Regions from separate parts of the Mus musculus genome. Here all the other regions are linked to region 3. Evidence: chromatin contacts called from public Hi-C, HiChIP or PLAC-seq and promoter capture Hi-C data. All regions are on one chromosome and are shown on one strand. Each heading gives the region's core, a stretch centred on a gene start, on an enhancer-like site or on the middle of the called end of the contact. The rest is flanking DNA. Distances are from core to core; before and after follow the strand shown. Region 1 holds the start of Gas2l1 (growth arrest-specific 2 like 1). Region 2 holds the start of Pgam2 (phosphoglycerate mutase 2). Region 3 holds the start of Znrf3 (zinc and ring finger 3). Region 4 holds the start of Emid1 (EMI domain containing 1). Region 5 holds the start of Myl7 (myosin, light polypeptide 7, regulatory). Region 6 holds the start of Ap1b1 (adaptor protein complex AP-1, beta 1 subunit). Region 7 holds the start of Polm (polymerase (DNA directed), mu).

Region 1 (3,000 bases), core at 109-2,608, 380 kb after region 3:
CATCTATACTCACACACTCACCTCACTAACATACATCATCAGTTTTCAACAGGCAGTCAAGATCCAGCATCCCCTCTCCCCATTCAACCTAAACCACTTGCCTCCCTCAGAGGCTTCCCTGACCCTGACCCTGACGCTGCAACAACAGCAGTTACAGGAGCCCTTATGGCTGCTACGTCAGCCTCTCCTAAATTCCTCCTTAGAGAGAGGCCTGGGATCCCAACAGAGAGAGCACACCATGAGTTCAAAGCCAGCTCAGGCTACATAGCAGAACTCTGTAAAAGTAATGACATGGTGGAACATTCCTTTAATCCCAGCACTCAGGCGGCAGAGACAGGCAGATCTCTATGACTTTTGAGGCCAGCCTGGTCTATATAGGGAGTTCCAGGCCAGCCTGGTCTACATAGTGAGATCCTGCCTCAAAACCACAACAAACTCCAACAATAATAATTTAATAATAATTAACAAATAAACCGGGGGCTGGGGAGATGGCTCAGTGGTTAAGAGCACCAACTGCTCTTCCGAAGATCCGGAGTTCAAATCCCAGCAACCACATGGTGGCTCACAACCATCCGTAACAAAATCTGATGCCCTCTTCTGGAGTATCTGAGGACAGCTACAGTGAACTTACATATAATAAATAAATCTTTAAAAAAAAACAAACAAATAAACCTCTCTTCCATGACCTTTGAAAAGCATGGTCCACAAGGCCCTAATGTTTCACCACTTCAGCCTTGCAAACCTACCCATTTTTCTTTCCTTCTTCCTTCCTTTCCTTTTTTTGAGATAGGCTTCCTCAGTGTGAAAAACTTTCCCTCTAGATGACTCTCAGCTTCCTCCGTCGCCTCCTTCCTTGATCTGAGTTAAAATTAAGTCCACACACCCCCACAAGATTTCCAGTCTCTCTCCAGCATCTCACTCCTCTCTCGGGCGACAGTAGGGGGCAGGATTCCCTAGATCTTCCAGGTTCCTCCTAAGGCGTGTAGTTGCCCCTGCCACACCCCCTCTTTTAACCTAACCCGCAGCCACCTTCCGATCCCTGAGCCTCATCGTCCTTGTACCTTAAGCTATCCCTGGGCCGTCCTGCAGGAAGAGCACCCAGTTATCTGACTTGCAGAGGTCCACCCGGGACGGAGGTGACTCTGCAGTCCCCGGCCCCTATCGCTTCCGGGGAGGCCACTGTCACGGGGGAAGGACAGCTGAAAGGATCTGAACCCCGCCTAGGAAGACCCAGACCCGGAGTTAAAGGGGGGGTGAGGTGGGGGTGATGCCTTAGGGCCTAAGGCCCGAGAAAGGCACGGCCCCTTTAAGAGCGCAGCTCCGCCCCTTCCTGGCCGGATCCAAATTCCAGGGGGGCGGGGCAGAGCGGACGCCTGGAAGCAGCGATCTCGGGCGACGCCTGTGTGCGGCGGCGCGGCCCGGCTCCGGCCCCGCCGGGGCGATGCTCCCCGGGGCGGCGGGGTGAGCCAGGTGAGCGCGGGGACCCCCAGGAGCCCTAGCCAGAGTGCCTGGAGGTGGGCCGGGCGGTGCGGGCTCTCTGCTTCCCAGGGCTGTGTGACCCTGACTGGGCACTCACCCTCTCTGGACCAGGCCTCGAGCACTGCGGAGGCTCGCGGGGGCCGTTCGGAGTCCCGGCCTTTCAGGCACCAGCTCGGGCGGCTTTTCGCAGCAGGAATCCGGCCTGCCTGGGTGACCCGATTCCTCCACCCACTGCTCTGCGACCTTCGGCGAATGCCTGCCCTTACTGCGCCTCAGTTTCCTCATCTGTAGAATGGAGACGCGGTCGCCGCTCAGCCTGTGGCGCGGCCCTTAGCGGAGAGGAGAAGGGAAAGGCGGGACTTCGTGCAGGTTATGGGCTGAGCAATGGAAACAGTCTCTCCGTGGTTCTGGGCGAGGCTCCTCTCCTGTCCCTCCCTACCCACATGTCTTCATGTTTTTAAATGGCATTTCTTCCTCGTGGGTGCCAACTTGTCCCCAGCCACCCTCTCCCGACCAGCCAGACAGCAAACATAAACACTACAATGGTGTAAATGTTACTGAGTCCCTTAAAGCAGGTCATGGCACCGTGAGAACAATGTGGTGCTACGTTTGCTTGTTCACAGCTTGCTCTTAAACTTAGCGTCTCCCCTGAGTGGCGGGCTGGTAGAGGTGGACCATTCTGAACCCTTTCGAGTCTTCACAGCAATCCTGACCTATGTCCCCACAGTGACTCCACTGGCTCTGGGCATGGCGAACCCAGTGGCGGGCATCGCAGGCTCTGCCGCCAAGAGTGTGCGACCCTTCCGATCCAGTGAGGCCTATGTGGAAGCCATGAAGGAAGACCTGGCCGATTGGCTCAATGCTTTGTACAGTCTAGGTCTCCCCGGCAGTGGCGATGGCTTCCTCACGGGGCTGGCCACAGGCACAACCCTGTGCCAACATGCCAACGCTGTCACCGAGGCTGCCCGGGCTCTGGCTGCTGCCCGTCCAACCCGAGGTGTGGCCTTCCAGGCACACAGTGTGGCGCCTGGCTCCTTCATGGCCCGAGACAACGTGGCCTCTTTCATCGGCTGGTGCCGGGCTGAGCTGGGCGTGCCTGAAGTGCTCATGTTTGAGACAGAGGACCTGGTGCTACGCAAGAACGAGAAGAGTGTGGTGCTCTGCCTGCTGGAGGTCGCCCGGCGTGGGGCGCGCCTTGGCCTGCTTGCCCCGAGGCTGGTACAGTTCGAGCAGGAGATCGAGCGGGAGCTTCGAGCTACCCCTCAGGTTTCCAGCGTCCCTGCTGCTGAAGAGGATGTCACTGAAATTGCCACTGTACCAGGGGTTCCCACCCGCACACCCCGCATGACGCCCAATGACCTTCGAAACCTTGATGAGCTGGTGAGTCTTCTGATATCCACATTGGGTGTCCCATCCCGTCCCGTCCCGTCCCCCCCCCCCCATCAGGGGACCAGATGGCAGAGCTAATACCTACCCCAACCCTAAGCCTCCAGGGGCCCATTCTCAGCAGCCTTCCCCACT
Region 2 (2,846 bases), core at 201-2,700, 360 kb before region 3:
TGGCCTCGAACTCAGAAATCCGCCTGCCTCTGCCTCCCAAGTGCTTGGATTAAAGGTGTGTGCCACCCCTGCCTGCCTTGGCCCTGTATTTTTAACCAGAGTTTATTAGCCACACCAGCCAGGTGTTGTAATGCAGATCCTTATAGACCTCTGTACCAGGTCAGCCTGGTCTACATAGCAAGTACCAGGCCAGCTAAAGCTGCATAGTGAGAGCCTGTCTTTAAAACAACACAGGGGGCTGGGCAGTGGTGGGGCACGCTTTTAATCCCAGCACTCGGGAGGCAGAGGCAGGCAGATTTCTGAGTTCGAGGCCAGCCTGGTCTACAAAGTGAGTTCCAGGACAGCCAGTGCTATACAGAGAAACCCTGTTTTGACCCCTCCCCCCCGCCAAAAAAAAAAAAAAAAAAAAAAAACAACATCAGAGGGGTGACAGTGGTGCATGTCTTTAATCCCAGCACTTGGGCAGGGGGTAGGATTAAAGGTGTGCACAACCAGGTTCTAAAATGTCTTTAAGTTTATTTTTAATTGTGGGTAGGAAATGTGCACATTAGTGCAGGTATACACTGAGACCAGACCTGTTGGATGCCCCTGGAGCTATAGTTGCAGGTAGTGGTGAGCTGCCCAATGTGGGTACTGGAGATTGTATCTGGGTCCTTTGGAAGTGCTCTTGAGGAGCCATCTCTCCAGTCCCTTAGGGTGTTCTGTTTTTTACTGGTACCTCAACCCAGTGTACCCTTCCTGTAGGGCTCCCAGCTCTGCCCTCAGTGTTCTTCTAGCTCACCTGAGTATCATCTGGGGAGCTGTCTCATCCTGTGCACCTCTCAAAGCAACTGCTCCTCATCCTCCATACTTAGTGGGGTGGGGGTATCTGCCTGGTAAAACGTGTGTGCTCACTCCGTCTCACCAACACAGCAACACAGACAATGCATGTACGCTGGGACAGGCACCTGGGCAGAGAACAATCACTGTTGCAGACACGCCTACTTATTTACTTACACACTGACCTCTTTGTATGGATATCTTATACATACCCTTGACCTTGACACTAGGCTAGACTTCTTCCTGAGATGCGCTTGTTCTTAATTGTATTAAGAGACTGAAGAGAGATTGCAGCTTGAGTCACACAATTCAACTCTGTCTTTAAACATATGTATATATCAGAAAAGGGCCTGGAATAGTTGTTTCTACCCGATCAGGAGAGGGCCAATTGTGATTGAAAGCTGCTGATGTCAAGAGTGTCTCCACATGGAGAACACCCCCAGGTTGACTCCTGCCCTTCACCCTGGTCCAGTTCTGCAGCCCCATGCGGCTTGTTACCAGGTGCCAGCTGGTTATGGGGCTTGTCATCTGAGCTGATGATTTTGTGAGACTATTTTTAAGTTCAGCTCCTTGGACTACACCCCACCCCCAGTTCTGCTACTGGTTGCCTGCCTCTGCCTGTATCTCCTGGAATGCTGATTGGCAGTTAGGGCTGGGGTGGGGGCTGGGAAAACTGTTATAAAGCCTAAAGGGCCAAGCAAGCAGCTGCCACCTAGAGTTCCTGTGTCCCCCGCCACCATGACCACCCACCGCCTAGTAATGGTTCGCCACGGTGAGAGCTTATGGAACCAAGAGAACCGTTTCTGTGGCTGGTTTGATGCAGAGCTGAGTGAGAAGGGAGCAGAGGAGGCCAAGCGGGGGGCCACCGCTATCAAAGATGCCAAGATAGAGTTTGACATCTGCTACACGTCGGTGCTGAAGCGGGCAATCCGCACCCTTTGGACCATCCTGGATGTTACGGACCAAATGTGGGTGCCCGTGGTGCGTACCTGGCGCCTCAATGAGCGGCACTATGGTGGCCTCACAGGCCTCAATAAGGCTGAGACGGCTGCAAAGCACGGGGAGGAGCAGGTGAAGATCTGGAGGCGTTCCTTTGACACCCCACCACCACCCATGGATGAGAAACACAACTACTACACCTCCATCAGCAAGGTGGGCCAGATGCCGGGAAGCTGGAAGGTTGGGAGCCCAGGGGGGAGGGCTACCCAGTAAACAAAAGCGAAATGTTCCTGTGCCCTTGTCCCCAGGACCGCCGCTATGCAGGCTTGAAGCCTGAGGAGCTGCCTACCTGTGAAAGTCTCAAGGACACCATTGCCCGGGCTTTGCCCTTCTGGAATGAGGAGATCGCACCTAAGATTAAGGCTGGCCAGAGAGTGCTTATTGCAGCCCATGGGAACAGCCTTCGGGGCATTGTGAAACATCTGGAAGGTGAGGCCTACTCTCAGGAAAGATGTGAGACAGAAACCACTGCGGTTCATTGGTTTCAGCTATTTTACAGATGTCAGGGTTTCAGAAGTTGATGGAGGCAGGAGTTTTGTAATACTTTGTGTTGTCCCATTTCCAGTTATGTAGTCAGCACAGACAGCATAGCTGAGGCACCCCACAGGAGCTGATCATAGGTAGAGCAGGCTTCTGGCACCCACTGGGGAAAGAGGTCAGAGCTCTGGCCATCAACGCCAAGTATTGGCTTCCTGCTGAATCAAGCCACTTGAGCTGTTATAAAACTCTTGCTCTCTCTCCTGGTGCTGCCTGCATTTCCTCTTTTTCTCTCAAGTCTATGTACAAAGTGCCTTGACTCTGAGGCCCCTTTGCCTCAGGTACAATACATAGTCCATCCACCCACACAGACCTGAACCATGTGTTCCCCCACCTCTCAGTCTTCTATAGGCTAAAAAAAGGCAGCAGAGTGCAGAAATATGGAGCTACTTAAAATCTTAGGCCTGTGGTGGTGCTCCTAACTGAAGAGCAAGGGCTAGTAGACAGGCCTGGAAGGGGGGCATAGCAGTGTAGGGAGGTTACCAATTATG
Region 3 (2,764 bases), core at 24-2,523:
AATGACAGTGCTCCCGAGCAGTCAGTACTGATTAAGCTTGGCTTGGGGGAAACTAATGACTCTAGCTTTGTCAGTTACCTTCTGTGCCAAAGCTTTGGGTGGTCCAAACACAGTAACACAGTTCTGTGAATTTCTTTTCAATTGTATTTTCTATTCAACACATTGGCAAAACATTCCTTTTCAGTTTAAACTGTAACCTCGATGCGCTGATTACTCAAGGAAACACTCAATGACTTTTCTTTTTGTCTTAATATTTTGGGTGTGGTAGCAAGTAGAAGCAGATCACCCTAACCAAATATTTGCAAATATTTAAACAAAGCCATTCAGGTCAGGGAGGGAAGACGACTGAGGAAGTAGAAATTGAATGTGGCTTTTAAAGGAGGATTGTGAGTCTCATAGATTTGCTGAGAAAGGAAAAATCCTGTTCCAAAAAGGGGAAGAGAATTAAAAGTTTATCTTCTGGGTGACTGGGGACGTCTGGGTTCGGAGCACGTGTCTTTGGTATGTTTGGCAACCAGAAGTCTGTGCATTAAGCGTGTTGACTCTTCCGCCCTTCTGCACATGGTGAGATTTGAAGGGAGTGTTGGAGACGGTCTCCAGGGCTGCGGAAAGATGAACTCCATTAGAATCTAGATAACTTCTTCAAGTTCTCCGCCACCTGTCCTCACTCCTTTAGTTGAGGGTAACTGTCTATGTGACACCCACGTAAGAACTGGACGTGTCCCGGCGGGTTGCAAACTGCCACTGACCGCCCGGGGCCTTTCGCGGTCCCTGGAGGTGGTAGGGCGCGAGCACCGAGTGCGGGTGGCCAGCAGTGCCGGAGCTGCGGATGAAGCATCCTTGGACGGAAGGACGAGGCCTTTGACGCCCCAATGACTCTAATTGCGGCACCAAAGCAGGGTGCGCCGAGGGGGCGAAACCGCCCGGGAACAGGTTGAGGATCTTACTCTCCCCGTACTCCAGCAACTGCCAAGAGAAATGTCTGCCGCGGAGGGCGGAGTACAGACCAGGGGGCGTGGCTAAGAGGAAGGGGCGTGACCGAAAAAGACTACCTGGGCGGAGCAAGGGTGGAGGGGCGTGGCTAAGAACGGAGTCGGGGCGGGACTCAGTCGATTGGGCGGGGCGGGCGAGGCCTCTGGGCCCCGCCTCTCGCCGCAGGCGCGCCCGCCCCGCCTACCCGCTCCCCTCGGAGGTGGCCGCGGCCGAGCGCGGGGAGGGAGGGGAGAGCGGGTCACGACGCTGCGGGGGCGGGGATAACCCCTCACGTGGAGCAGATGAAAGGGCCGCGGCGCGACGGCCGGGGGAGCGGAGCAGAGCCTGCGACCCACAAAGCCGCCGCCGCCGCGATGGTGCTGTGAGGCGACCGCCCGCGCTCGGTCCTCCGCCGGCCCGCGACTATGCCCGGCCGCGCCCGCCCTCCGCGCCCTCCCGCCGCAGGACCATGAGGCCACGCTCGGGCGGGCGCCCAGGGGCCCCGGGCCGCCGCCGCCGCCGCCTCCGCCGCGGCCCCCGCGGTCGTCGCCTGCCGCCGCCGCCGCCGCTGCCGCTGCTTCTCGGGCTGCTGCTGGCGGCCGCGGGGCCCGGCGCGGCGCGGGCCAAGGAGACGGCGTTCGTGGAGGTGGTGCTGTTCGAGTCGAGCCCGAGCGGCGACTATACCACCCACACCACCGGCCTCACGGGCCGCTTCTCGCGGGCCGGGGCCATGCTCAGCGCCGAGGGCGAGATCGTGCAGGTAGCCACCCGGGCCCCGCGCTCCGCCGCCACAAGATGGCTCCGGGGGCTGCGCCCGCCGACCCCGCCGCGGGCTAGCGGGCGGGCGGGCGGGGGGGAGGCGCGGAGCCCGGCGGCATCCCTCCCAGGCGGGCGGGACGGGGCCTCCGGGGCACGGCGGCTGAGGCGAGCGCACGTGGGGGCTCGGCCTCCGGTGGGTGCACCGCGCCGGGGTGGGGGTGGGGACGCTGAGCTGGGCATGGGCGCCTGGGCGGCACTCTTGAGTTGGCGGGACGTTTTTCTCCCTCAGGTGAAAGTCCCGGGAACTACCTGTTGAATGCCAACTTTGCAAAGGCGAGACAAGTTGAAGGATGGAGCGACTTCTTAGAGGTCGCAGGCTTTGCTTTTCCATCCACGTTTGCTCCGTTTTCGGAGCGACCCAGTTGCCGGGGTGCACATCTTCAGGTTATTTTTGCTGAAATCTACTGGCAGCCTTACCTAGACACCAACCCTCTGGCAGGGCTCTGGACGGGCAGCAGCAGGAAGGGAGCAGGCGGAGCTGGCTGAGGAGTGGGAATTGGCAGAGCACTGTCGTGGCCGTGCCTCAGATTACAGGGGATGAGAAAGACCGCAGGCTCGCCCCTGGGTCAAGGACTAATACCGAAGAGGCCTGCAAACCCGAGCCAGGGTCTCTCACTGACAGGGCCTCCACCTTGCTCCAAATGAAAGAGGGCTGCGTCCCAAAGGAGGCTGGCTAGGGAGAGCTTTGAGCTGTCCCCAGTCTTTGAGGAGGGACTCTCAGTCGAAGCCTCAGCGGATGGATAGCTGCATAGATTTCCCGCTCCCTCGACGATGGTTTTTATCCACTACCATGTTCCAGGGCAGCGCACTTATGGTTGTTAGGCGCACCTCTGGTAGGAGTGATCTGATACGGTTGGCTCGTCTTTGAATCTTTTGGAACTTTAGAGGCCTATAGTTTGGATCTCCGGTGCTTTGCTCTTGGGTGAATTATGAAGAGAAAAGGGACTGTGTGGGATGACTTCAGAGCAGCTCC
Region 4 (2,895 bases), core at 339-2,838, 290 kb after region 3:
GCCTTTTGGAGACAGGGCTGGGCTCTCTCTTTCTCTGCAAAGGACTCTGGTTATGCCCTGGTCCTGACTCTACCCACAGGTCCAGGAGAAGCAAGCCCCAGGACTCAGACTGTCTTTGTTTCCACACAGAGATGGGCAAGCAACCACAGGAGCATGGCCCCTTGCACAGCTGAGCTGGGCAAAGATTCCCTGACCTAGGCTGCTCACTGCTGGGGCGTGCAGTAGACGTCTTCTGTGACCTCCCTTGGTGACGACTCTGCTCTTGTGTAGAGCTGGGCACAGTATCGAACCCAGCATGCAGGAGGCAGAGGCAGACAGACCTCTGTGAAATGAAAGCTAGCCATATTATATATGTGTGTGTGTGTGTGTGTGTGTGTGTGTGTGTGTGTGTGTGTATTTGTTCCAGACCAAGCCAGGACATATAGAGAGCTCATCTAAAAGAAAGAAAGAAAGAAAGAAAGAAAGAAAGAAAGAAAGAAAGAGAAAGAAAGAAAGAAAATCATACTTCATATACACACATATGTACATATATGTGTGTACATATATGTACATATATGTGTGTACATATATGTACATATATGTGTGTACATATATGTACATATATGTTCATATACACACATGTTCATATACACACACATGCACACGTGTACACAAACATGATATGCATGCATACAGGCATCTCACGTGTACACAGACATACATGCATACACATGCCCACCACACAAACACATACATTGTTCATTCAAATATGGCGTACATAAGCAAATACTGCCCATGCTCACAAACACATCGTGTACACACAGATTCAGCACATACATGTTTACAGCGCCGTGCATGCATACAACATTATCCATGCACACAAATAGTCTATCATGTCAGCACAGGCAAACTCCTCGCACCTGCTATGCCGCGTGGAATGTGCCTGAGTCCCACCCAGGCCCTCTGCTCTCAGCCAGTCCTTACCTTAGGGAATGGGAAATTGAGGCCTATGCCAAAATGCTGTCTACACTTGTGCTTAGACCCCAACACTGAGATGAGGGGATTGTGGGTCTGGGGTTACTCTGCCAGAGTGCTCTGGGCCTTAGTGTCTCCCTGTAAAACAGGTATAAGGGTCACTGCACTTAGGGGACGCGGGAGCACCTGAGCCTCGGGTTTCTCCTCCGTAACATGGGCGACCTAGCCAGCCCAACACGGAGTGATGAAAGCTTTAGTCAGGGCAGGATGTATGGGGTGAGATGCCTGGGACAATGGCACAGCTCGCGCAGGAAGCCTGTGTTAGGTCGATGGGAAGATCCTGTGTGTTTCGGGAACCCAGTTCCGCAAAGATGTCAAAGATGTGCGTCCAGAGGCGATCGCTCTGGAGTGGTGGGTTCAGGTCCTGGCAGCGTTGCGGGGACGAGGGGGCGGGTGCGGCCAGGGCCTCAGTTTCCCAGTCTGCGGCTCAGGTGGGCACCTGGAGGGCGTCCTGGCGGGGGCGCGGACGGCTTCCGGGTTGGCGGGGGGCGGGGGGCGAGGGGCGGGCGAAGCCGAGCGCCCCCGCCCTGCTCCGCCCGGAACCGGCTCTGCGCGCCCGCGGCTGCGGTGGGGACGACAGCATGGGCGGCCCGCGGGCCTGGACGCTGCTCTGCCTCGGGCTCCTGCTCCCGGGAGGCGGCGCCGCGTGGAGCGTCCCGGGCGCCCGGTTCTCGGGTCGCAGGTAAGTCTCCCCTAGCTCTGTGCAATCCCAGCACTGGGGTGAGGGAAGCAGACCCCAGCTCCGTGCAACCCCGAGACTGGGACAGGGACCCGACCCCAGCTCCGTACAATCCCGCGACTGGGGCAGAGACCCGATCGCAGCTCTGTGCAACTTCAGGGTCTGGGACAGAGACCCGACCCCAGCTCCATGCAACCCTAGGACTGGGACAGAGACCCGACCCCAGCTCCTTGCAATCCCGGGACATCGGAGGCAGTCCGAGACTGTTGCAGGGGCTCCATCGCTCATCTCTATACCATAAGCAGTGGGAGCAGGGGTTTGGCACGCTGTGCTCAGGATAGCCGGCTCACCTACTTCTGTGTGAAAGAACAGACGGCCTCCCCTACTGAGATCCCGGAGGCCCCAGAAGGTGGACCCATGGCAATGCAACAGAGCTTCCCAGGACTTCTGTGGGTCTCGCCCAAGCCCCCCTTCCCTTCATGTACATGTAAAATGCCAGGATCACCCCTTAGCCAGCCCTTCAGGAATCCCCTCTCTTTTCCCCTGCTACTGTCTTTTTCTTCTTTCTTTCTTTCTTTTTTTTTTTCTTTTTTCTTTTTTTATGTCCCAGCTATTTATTTCACTCGGAGGAAGGACTGGGGTGGAGACTGCACAGTGGGTCAGTGTCAGAGGCCCCCTGGGACCTGGCATTTGGTTGGACCTCCCAAAAGCCTATGACTCTCTGCCGGCCTTTGTGGAGTGTTTCCCAGGATCGGGTCCTGTGGGGCTTTTTCTAGACAGTGCCTTCAAGACTGGAGGATGTAGGGAAACTTGTCCCCACTCAATAGAGGGGCAAACTGAGACTAATGTGCTCGTGGTGGGTATTCATGGAAGAGCTGGGATTCAGCTCTCCCTTTCTGGACTCGATGGCAGAGTTTGAACCTGCCCTGGCCCCTGCTCTGCCTGTAGCCCCTGCCCCTGTCTCCAGGACAGACAATGTGGACTAACCAGGCCTCTTAGGCCTTTCAGCCCATTCAAAGGCCCGTGAGGGCCCCACCCCCCTGTGGCCTCACTTCTTTCTTTTTAGAAGTTTCCCTTTCTTGTGGTCAGAGGCCAGCAACCCCCCCTGGGAGCTAGCAAAAGCAGGTGACCGGGTAGAGCAGGCTCAGGGGTAGAAGTGGCTGAGGCAGCAGAGGTCAGGCAGTTAGCTGTCTGAGATGGGA
Region 5 (2,970 bases), core at 257-2,756, 450 kb before region 3:
GGAGTCAAAGGCTTACTCTGTTCTCTGCTTCAGAAAAAAAATCCCAAATTGGTGGTTCTGTGGGAAAGTCACATTTTTCTTGAAATCTTGCTGTTTTCTGGTAATTCTCGTGTAGAATTGCTTCTATCGGCTTCACTTTCTTGAACCAACACGAGCATTTGCATTAACAGAGTACAACACTCATATTGGCACACTCACACATTGGAACAGATTTTCAGTCTTTCATCTTTTCGTACATACTGGGATCTGAGGCATTGTGCTGGTTTGTTTGTTTGTTTTGTTTTGTCTCTCTTTATACATCCAACTTGAATGATTGAACTTTGTTTTCAGGTAGTTAGGAGGGTGTTATAAAATATTCATACAAAAGGAGGCCTTGGAGTTGTGTGTGGTACAGACTTGTAATCCCAGCACCAGCCTGGGAAACATCGTGAGTTCCAGGCTAGCCTTGGCTACATAGCCGACCCTATCTCAAAATAAAAGAGGATGGAGTGGGACTTGAGTCCTAACAGGAGATAGTGCCCATATCCTAACTCACCTTGCATAGCCACATTGGGGTGAGGATGAACACTGAACCTAGTCAGAGACCTACTCATGATCTCCCCTAAGCTGTCCAGCTTCTCTGACTCCTCTGCCACACTAAGGTCCTCAAAAGTTGACGGCTGCTGCTTGCAACCAAAGCCCCTTGGTCCCAAATTCAGAAACATGAGATGGTCTTTGTGGGCCAGTTTCATAAGAACCCAAAACTTTTCCTGTGAAACAGCATCATGTAGGCCTGCCACGTGCCAGGGTTTCTGGATTCCAGATGTGGAGCAAGCTGGGTGCCCAGGAGAAGGCTACAGCTCTCAGTTGGGAACGTCAGAGAGAATTTGGAGGAGGAGGGTAGAGTTGAGATGGAGCTTAAGAAACACAAGATTCCGTATAGGGTGGGTACGCGCGTCTCAGCAGGACAGGCCGAGTGAAGAGCGCATGTCTGAATGTAGGGAGAGCAGCATTCGGTCACTCCAATCCTGAGTTACCCCCAAATCAAGCCAATGGTCCTGTGGGGCTCACAGCCTGGTTAGAACTGCTGTCTGTCCATTGTCAGATGGCCAGCAGGCCAGAACTCAGGGGTTTTATCTGACCCAGGGGATTCAGGCCAGAGACCATTCTCAGAATCATGTACTGCTTCCCAAGCCCAGAGTATAGACAGCACTAGTCAGGTGAGAGGACGGTCAGATGCAGGCATCACAGGGAATCACACCACCATGACCTGGACTAGCACACGTTTGGAGCGTCTCTGACCAGGGAAGACATGGAGCCTGGTCACAAGAGATGGATGGGTGGATCCTAGGATGTTACACTTGGGGGCCTGAAGGTTACCAGGAGTGTGAATAGGATCTATGTGGAGCCCTGTCTTTCTCCACCAGCGGGGGCTTCCAAGTTTAGCCCAATCATCCATTCCTCTCCTTATTTGGGCCTCTGGGTGATAAGGCTGAGACATAAAGAGCTGGGTGGCACGATCACTCAGTCAGACCGCCACAGATCATGGTGAGTGCTGGGTGGGGAACAAGAGACCAGCCACACCCAGGTGCTAGTCTCTGAGCTGCCCTGGGACAGAGCCAGGGACTTGTGTGCCTGTGCTGGGCTCAGGGAAGTGATCTCGGGTGGGGAAAGGCACCTCTCCCTGGCACTCCCACGAGACTACATGAGGTAGGGAGGAGGTCTTTGGAGAACTGGAGAGAGGACCCCTCTGATCATCAGTATTACAGGCCAGTAGGAAGGCTGGGACCCGAGGCAAGGCTGCAGCCACCAAGCAGGCACAACGTGGCTCTTCTAATGTCTTCTCAATGTTCGAACAAGCCCAGATTCAGGAATTCAAGGAAGTGAGTAGCCTATCCCAAACAGCCTCTCCCCGATCCGGGGAGCCACTTCATACCCCATGCACACGGCTCTCCTCTGAGGGTCAGTGCTCCTGCCTCCAACCTCGCTCATACTACCCGAGACTCTCCCTTACCCGCCATCCCTGGAAGAGATGGGGTGAGCAGCTCCCACCTGCAGGCCATCTCCTCACAGGCCTTCAGCTGCATTGACCAGAACAGGGATGGGATCATCTGCAAATCAGACCTGAAGGAGACCTATTCCCAGCTCGGTGAGTGGGTCCAGGAGCAACCTCCCAGGGACCCGGCTTGTTCACCTCAGGCACTTGCTCCGAGAGAGGACAGTGCCCCGCCCTTTCTCTCCTACTTAGCCTCATTCAGGCAGGAATCCCCCTCCCCCACCTGCCACACAGCTAGAGCTGCCCCTGCCTCTGCCCTCACTGCCTGGGAAGCCCGGGAGGGCGGCCTGGGTCACCTCAAGACCTACTCTCCTAGGGAGGGTAAGTGTTCCGGAGGAAGAGCTGGACGCCATGCTGCAGGAAGGGAAGGGTCCCATCAACTTCACCGTCTTCCTCACACTCTTCGGGGAGAAGCTCAATGGTGAGTTGGCAGGAGGTCTGAGTCTCCTTAGCCACAGCGCAAACCCGACCTCACCTGACCCGGGAGCCCCACGTGAGGCTCAACCTAACTCCCCTGAAACCTGTGCACCCTGCCTGCCCAGGGCCAACGCAGAGGATGTGGAGCGCCTGAACTGGCTTGGGTTCAGGAAATATCCACTTCCTAATCACAGTTTTGACTTCCCAGCCGGGCCTGCCAACCCCTTTGATGCCCAAGAAACACTCTGAATTCCGACTCAAGTCTCTTCTGCACCCTCCAATCTACCCCACCCCACCTTTATTCACTCGGTATAGCCGGAGCCCTTCAGGCCCCAGTACAAAGAAGCTCCCTTGTACTCCAAGTTCATCCTGGGTGGGGCCTCGCGGCAGGGGATCTGAGAGTTCACTTGGCTGCCTCGCCCCGCCCCCCCCTCCAGGGACGGACCCCGAGGAAGCCATCCTGAGTGCCTTCCGCATGTTCGACCCCAGCGGCCAGGGGGTGGTGAACAAGGAAGAGT
Region 6 (2,951 bases), core at 379-2,878, 460 kb after region 3:
GTTCAGCTCTGTAATCAATCCTAGAACTTGGGAGTCTAAGGCAAAAGGGCTGCTATGAATTCAAGACACATGAGATATCCTGGCCAGACTGGGACAGAGTGAGACTGGAAAAAAAAAAGGCAATTAATGTAACATTTTTACTTACTACTTTTTTCCAAAAGAGCAAGGAAACTTTCACAGGCTCATTTCAGTTCCTTGCACTCAAGAGGAAGTAGGAAGATAGTAAGTCTCTCTTGTGTTGCTGTCAGGGAAACTAAGGTATAAGGAAGGAGCAACAAAATGTCTCTAAAGGAAAAGAGGCTCACACCCCAGGTACCAAGTCGCCTTCCCATCTCCCACGCAGACCAGTCATCCCAGGCACCATGACAGGCCAAAGGCCATCCTGTGGGCCTGTTCCCCTAGAACCTAGGACCAAAAGATCCCCCAAGGGGCCCCGTTGTTCCCCTCTTTACTGCAAAACGAATAAAGTGCAAACGGGATGAAGGGGTTGTCTGGATATCAATTCCAAGAATAGCCCAATAGGCAGGAAGACCTGAGAGCCAAAACACTGACAAAAACAACCTGGCCGAACAGCCTCCTAAGTTGAAAGTGTATCAACAGCTCCTCCTAAACATCGGATCAGACGACAGGTGAGAAGGCTGCATCCTGACACCAACTCACACAATATATTGGCGACAATATATCAAGTCACTTCTAGACCCCAAGCCAGCTCCAGGTGCCTTTCTCCCCGAGCTTTGAAGGTCTCTGGAGACCTACATAGGAAGCCTGATTTTGCCTCTACTACTCGAATGACCTTCCGTGTGTCATTTAACCTCCCGTGCCTCGGTGTCCTCGCGAGTGAGAGGGGGAAAGCAACAGTAGCTACCTTACAGAGGCAGCTGTGAGCTCAGTACACAAAGTGCTTAGCACAGAGGTTCGAAGTCAGGAAGGGCTGGAGAACCAGTGACAAGACATTCTTGTGGTGTTAGAACTAAGACAAGTGCTCCCATTCTGTCAACGTGTCCCTGAGGATCCAAAGGACGAGGGGCGGGTGGCAGAAGGCCATTTCTAGATGTTTGCCCCGTTTTGGGGGGGCGGCGGCTAAGAGATAAGGCCCTGAACGAGGAGGCCTGAGGTTGGCCGAGGAGTGGGAAGGGACAAGCAGGGCGCAGGGGAGGCCTAAGTGCAGGAGTCTCTCCGAACCGGACTGCGGACCTGAAATGACGGACGGCTTGACGCCGGGCCGCCAAGCCGTCGGGAATGAATGAGCACGCAGGCCTTTCACCTTCGCCCTCTCGCGGCTCGCAACCCTCCAGCGCAGCGTCCTCTCCGTGACCTCTGACCTCGCAGACCCCCCCCACTCCTCGGACCCCTTCGGGTTTGTTTGTTTTCCTATCTCGCCGGGCTGCCTTTTTCCTCACCCACAAATCCAAACGGCTCCGGGTGCCGCGGCTCGGCTCGCTTCAGCAGCAAAATGTCCGCAGCCTCCGCCTCCCTCTCCTCCGGTGCGTCGCAGCAGCCGGCGGCTCCAAGCTCCACGGCTGTCACCTGCCGAGCGGAAGTAAGAGGCCCGTGCGCGGAACTTCCGGTGGACGCACACCCCGGGGGCGGGGTCGAGGGTGCAACCTGGCGGGAGGGGCTGGGGACCTGTTGGGCGGGGCCTGTGTGGGAAGGGCGGGGCCTTAGCAGAGCCGGCTTTTATGAGAATTGAGGGCCTGGGCGGGCCAAGCGGCTAAGTTCAGGCTGGGATACCCTTGCTCAGAATCCCTGGCCAGGCTCCCTCTCAAACACCATGGAATCGAAAGGGTCTTGGAAGACTTTAAAGTTCATCTCTTTCTGAGTTACAGATGGGAAGACTGAGGCCAACGTTGTCTTAGGAAAAGGGAAAGTCGGAGCTACAAATCTGATCAGCTGCTGGACTGCGCCTGTCTGCTAGGCTAAAACGAGACTTTTTCTGCTGCCCTTGGAAAATTCATTGTTCTAAAAGGAAAACATAAGCTACGTCCAAGACTTCTTATCCAAGGGATACTTCACAGTGAGACCTCAACTGATACAGCCATTTCATTCCTGACTTTGGTCCTATTAATTTTCTCTTTCTAATAGATAACTTGTGTTCATCCCCTTTAAAACATTATAAAACTTCTATTCTAGCATTTTTATTAAACCAATAATATCTGCATTGCAGAAAAAAAGAAATATATTAGTGGGGGCTGGAGAGATGGCTCAGTGATTAAGAACACTGGCTGGTCTTCCAGAGGACCTGAGTTCAGTTCCCAGCAACCACACTGTGGCTTACAACCATCTGTAATGGGATCCCATGCCTTCTTCTAGTGTGTCTGAAGACAGCGACAGTGTTGTACTCATACACACAAAATAAATAATTCTTTTTAAAAAAAAAAGAAATATATTAGTAAGGAAAAAAGGCAAAACCAAAACACGTAGGCTCCTGAGAAAATCGTTTTTTAACACTTGGTTATCCTCCTAGATGTAATATGTCTGCCTTTTTATTTTATTATTTGTGTGTTATTGATTTGAGACAAGCTCTTGCTGTGTAACCCAAGCCAGCCCCATTGTTGAGCTCACAGTGATGTACTATCATGCCTGGTCTATGTAGTGCTGGGATCTAACTCAGAGCTTTTACATCCTATGCAAGCACTCTAACAACTGAATCGCTGTCACCTTGGCTGACCTGGAAACTGAAAAACCAAGCAGAAGTCTGCCTGCCTCTGTCTCACAGTGTTGGGTTTAAAGGTGTGCACAACCACACCCAGCTGTTTTTACATTCTTTAAAGTTTTGTCATAATATAATTATGACAAATTGATAAAATAGTTATGGCAAATTGATAAAATAGACAAAATAGAATTCCAGATGCTGGGGTGAAGAGATGGTTCAGCAGTTAAAAACACTGGCTGCTCTTCCAGATAACAGGGGTTCATTCCCAGAACCCACATGGCAGCTCACAGCACCCACA
Region 7 (2,973 bases), core at 324-2,823, 390 kb before region 3:
CTGGGACTCTCTTAGGCACACAGACACATATAGGACACTCAGTACTCACAACCCACAGCCAGCTCAAACTACTTTCAAATGGAGTCCCTCCTTTCTCAGGTTGGAGTGCTGACAGTGCAGCTATGCCACCCTGCCAGGCCAGGATTTAAAGTTACATGTGGTTCCACTTGCCATTCTTTTCCTCCAGTTGGTTGTGCTCCTTAGATCACAAAAATCTTCCAATGGGGCTGGAGAGATAGCTTGGGAGTTAAGAGCACTTGCTGCTCTTGCAGAGAGCCCAGGTTCAGTTCCCAGCCATCTTTAACTGCAGTTCAAGATCTCTGCCCGCACCAGGCATACACGTGGTGTACATGCATGCATTCAGGCAAAACAATTAAGCACATAATTAAAAAAAAATTTTTTTAAGGGGCTAGAGAGATGACTTATTGGTTAAGAGCACTTGTTCCTGCTGAGGACCTGAGTTAGATTCCCAGCATTCACAGGGGCAGCGGCTCACAAATGTTCTTAACTCAAGTTCCAAGGATCTGAAACATTCTCACTCGACGGCACCAAACATGTACGTGGGGTACAGCTACACATGCAAGTAAAACACGAAGACACAGAAAATAAAAATAAATACATCTAATAAATATTTTTAAAAATTAAAAAAAATCGAGTGTCACTAATATAGCTTTGGTTTCTTTTTCGGATTTAAATGATTGCTGATCCGTCTGAGATCTGCTTAATGTTAAGCAGTTTGTAAGGGGGCCAATTTTTTTTTTTTTTTTTTGACTATGGCATAATGGGGCATAGGAACATTTCTGACAAAAGATCCAGTGAAATAACTGAACAAAGGGTATCAATCAGGACTCAAAATCCTTCCTAATGTAACTATAAAGGAATTTTAATAAGTTTAATCTATAAAATCCATAAATAATGCTGTTCCAGATGAAGAGCCACTGGAATTATTTTTCTTCAATCGGGGAAAAAGGGCACATAGAAACCATTTCTGTTCACTTCCACTGGGATCTAGTCTTTTTTTTTTTTTCCCCAATTTTTTATTAGGTGTTTTCTTACTTTACATTTCAAATGCTATCCCGAAAGTCCCCTATACCCTCCCCCGCCCTGTTCCCCTACCCACTCACTCCCACTTCTTGGCCCTGGTGTTCCCCTGTACTGAGGCATATAAAGTTTGCAAGACCAAGGGGCCTCTCTTCCCAATGATGGCCGACTAAGCCATCTTCCGCTACATATGCAGCTAGAGACATGAGATCTGGGAGTACTGGTTAGTTCATATTATTGTTCCAACCTATAGGGTTGCAGACTTAACTTTCCAAATGGAACGCCAGCTGTCCCAATGCTGTTCGTTACATTGGAAAACGTTTTCACCCTCCACCAGCTCACATGTATACTACTCAAACTCCGTTCCCCTCTGCATACCCAGGGGAAGTGGCGTGGGCGCTCTGTCACCAGCAGAGGCAGTGGAGGGTTATCCAGGACTTCTCATATGGCCAGGATAACCTGAGACCCCGCCCTCGGGGGCGAGGAAGAGAGGCCGAGACTCCGCCCCCGAGAGGAGAAAAGTGCCCGCCCAGTACGAGGCGAAGCCCCGCCTACGGGCCCAGGCTACTCTAAGGTCTGGGAAACCACTGGGGCTTTCTATGAGAGTAGTTCAAATAAGAATCCTCGGGCGTTATTTGCATAGAACTGGGGCTTCCGATGGGAAGCCAAAAGCATCCTAGAGGGCGTCTCGTTTGCATAGAGCAGACACCACTTCCTCTCTCCTCCTTCCGCCTTCTTTCATGACCCTGCCTTCCTTCGTTCTGCGGCTTCCTGTGCTTCCAGAGTTGGTGCCCAGATGCTTCCGAAGCGACGGCGAGTGCGAGCTGGGTCCCCACACAGCGCGGTAGCCTCTTCCACGCCGCCCTCGGTGGTGCGCTTCCCGGATGTGGCCATCTACCTTGCGGAGCCGCGAATGGGCCGCAGCCGCCGGGCCTTCCTCACCCGCCTGGCGCGGTCCAAAGGCTTCCGCGTCCTAGATGCTTACAGGTGTGCGGCTCCCGGGAGGCCCCGATGGTGGTGGGATGCCATCCCCCTCCGGGAGCTGGTGTAATTGTGCCCGTCACCCCAGGGTAGGGACTTACTGTGGCCCAGGGCGGGAGCTGGCGCGCAGCTGTGACAGCAAGCAGCACCTGCGGCTTTGGGTTCCAAGCCAGCCTCGGTACTTCGCGGTTGCGGTACGGTCTCCAACCCGGAGTTCCTCTTTTTGAAAGGATGCCATCGAGTCAGAGGCTTCTTAAAGAGCTATAAAAGAAAGAATGGTTAGTGAGAAATATTTGCTAGCTGCATTCCCTCCAATGAGCCAGCGGTCAAAGATGTCCTGAGTTTGCAGACGTCACCAACTAGCTCCAGTAGAGAAAATGCCCAGGGCAGTGGAGTAACTGAGATTGAGGAGACTAAAGGAGCCTGTGCCCGTGTAGCTGGCTAGTTTGTTTGCAACTAACTCCTCCCTCCACAAATGAAACATTCTTTTTGTTTGTTTGTTTTGTTTTTTTTCGAGACAGGGTTTCTCTGTGTAGCCCTGGCTGTCCTGGAACTCACTCTGTAGACCAGGCTGGCCTCGAACTCAGAAATTTGCCTGCCTCTGCCTTCCAAGTGCTGGGATTAAAGACGTGCGCCACCACGCCCGGCTCAAGACTACACTTAAAAGAGTAGAGATAACAATTTGGATTTCGTGTGGCTCTACATTCTTACCACAGCCTGACAAGGTGGCCTGCATTGGATTTTCCCAGTGTAAAGGAAATATAAATACGATGCTTTCCAAGTACATACAACAAGAGTCTGCCTACTGGGGTTTGAATAAATAGGGCAAAATTCTTGTGTCTTAAAATCTTAGCAGAATGGTATGCCAACCTGTAGTCCTGGTACAAGGGTACTAGAGTTCCAGGCTAGCCTGGCCTACAAAGCAAGTCTCTAAACAGCAATTAGCATTGA

What was found. Promoter capture Hi-C pulls out the DNA fragments that hold promoters and counts their contacts. A called contact is a pair of places that touch in the nucleus more often than the background predicts. HiChIP or PLAC-seq counts read pairs in DNA pulled down with a chosen protein or histone mark. Capture Hi-C pulls out chosen DNA fragments and counts their contacts.
Region 1: a contact with region 3 is called in a Hi-C map of nephron progenitors, with 3 times the contacts expected there. The contact joins the promoter of Gas2l1 here to the promoter of Znrf3 in region 3. A contact is called at or near these places in 2 of 39 promoter capture datasets (the 3T3-L1 cell line and neural stem cells), 2 of 484 Hi-C or Micro-C datasets (muscle stem cells and nephron progenitors), 6 of 115 datasets of contacts at active chromatin or transcription factors (the 230-238 cell line, effector CD8 T cells, large pre-B cells and 2 more) and 2 of 9 other capture datasets (adipose tissue and liver).
Region 2: an HNF4G HiChIP or PLAC-seq map of pancreatic cancer cells shows a contact between it and region 3. The contact joins the promoter of Pgam2 here to the promoter of Znrf3 in region 3. A contact is called at or near these places in 6 of 39 promoter capture datasets (the C10 cell line, the HPC-7 cell line, the SN4741 cell line and 3 more) and 1 of 115 datasets of contacts at active chromatin or transcription factors (pancreatic cancer cells).
Region 4: a contact with region 3 is called in a promoter capture Hi-C map of embryonic stem cells. The contact joins the promoter of Emid1 here to the promoter of Znrf3 in region 3. A contact is called at or near these places in 20 of 39 promoter capture datasets (the 3T3-L1 cell line, 3T3-L1-derived adipocytes, the C10 cell line and 15 more), 1 of 15 datasets of contacts at CTCF or cohesin (large pre-B cells), 5 of 484 Hi-C or Micro-C datasets (bone marrow-derived macrophages and embryonic stem cells), 13 of 115 datasets of contacts at active chromatin or transcription factors (double positive thymocytes, effector CD8 T cells, embryonic hindbrain and 7 more) and 3 of 9 other capture datasets (adipose tissue, embryonic stem cells and liver).
Region 5: a contact with region 3 is called in an H3K4me3 HiChIP or PLAC-seq map of embryonic stem cells, with 3 times the contacts expected there. The contact joins the promoter of Myl7 here to the promoter of Znrf3 in region 3. A contact is called at or near these places in 1 of 39 promoter capture datasets (pre-B cells) and 2 of 115 datasets of contacts at active chromatin or transcription factors (embryonic limb bud and embryonic stem cells).
Region 6: a contact with region 3 is called in a promoter capture Hi-C map of adipose tissue, with 2.0 times the contacts expected there. The contact joins the promoter of Ap1b1 here to the promoter of Znrf3 in region 3. A contact is called at or near these places in 2 of 39 promoter capture datasets (the C10 cell line and pre-B cells), 1 of 484 Hi-C or Micro-C datasets (LSK cells), 3 of 115 datasets of contacts at active chromatin or transcription factors (effector CD8 T cells, memory CD8 T cells and microglia) and 1 of 9 other capture datasets (adipose tissue).
Region 7: a FOXA1 HiChIP or PLAC-seq map of pancreatic cancer cells shows a contact between it and region 3. The contact joins the promoter of Polm here to the promoter of Znrf3 in region 3. A contact is called at or near these places in 1 of 39 promoter capture datasets (cranial neural crest) and 3 of 115 datasets of contacts at active chromatin or transcription factors (effector CD8 T cells, memory CD8 T cells and pancreatic cancer cells).

The regions. Positions count from the first base shown.
Region 1 is chr11:5,063,685-5,066,684 of GRCm38.p6, reverse strand. Gas2l1 (growth arrest-specific 2 like 1) reads left to right here and starts at 1,358. Exons shown (of 7, transcript NM_144560.3): 1 at 1,358-1,470; 2 at 1,591-1,848; 3 at 2,207-2,859. The coding sequence starts at 2,227.
Region 2 is chr11:5,802,400-5,805,245 of GRCm38.p6, reverse strand. Pgam2 (phosphoglycerate mutase 2) reads left to right here and starts at 1,450. Exons shown (of 3, transcript NM_018870.3): 1 at 1,450-1,971; 2 at 2,067-2,247. The coding sequence starts at 1,558.
Region 3 is chr11:5,443,356-5,446,119 of GRCm38.p6, reverse strand. Znrf3 (zinc and ring finger 3) reads left to right here and starts at 1,273. Exons shown (of 9, transcript NM_001080924.2): 1 at 1,273-1,732. The coding sequence starts at 1,442.
Region 4 is chr11:5,150,923-5,153,817 of GRCm38.p6, reverse strand. Emid1 (EMI domain containing 1) reads left to right here and starts at 1,588. Exons shown (of 15, transcript NM_080595.3): 1 at 1,588-1,696. The coding sequence starts at 1,596.
Region 5 is chr11:5,897,318-5,900,287 of GRCm38.p6, reverse strand. It overlaps Myl7 (myosin, light polypeptide 7, regulatory), which reads left to right and starts at 1,506. Exons shown (of 7, transcript NM_022879.2): 1 at 1,506-1,527; 2 at 1,749-1,862; 3 at 2,053-2,128; 4 at 2,352-2,456; 5 at 2,890-2,968. The coding sequence starts at 1,525.
Region 6 is chr11:4,985,501-4,988,451 of GRCm38.p6, reverse strand. It overlaps Ap1b1 (adaptor protein complex AP-1, beta 1 subunit), which reads right to left and starts at 1,628. Exons shown (of 21, transcript NM_007454.3): 1 at 1,401-1,628.
Region 7 is chr11:5,836,616-5,839,588 of GRCm38.p6, reverse strand. Polm (polymerase (DNA directed), mu) reads left to right here and starts at 1,573. Exons shown (of 11, transcript NM_017401.2): 1 at 1,573-2,028. The coding sequence starts at 1,838.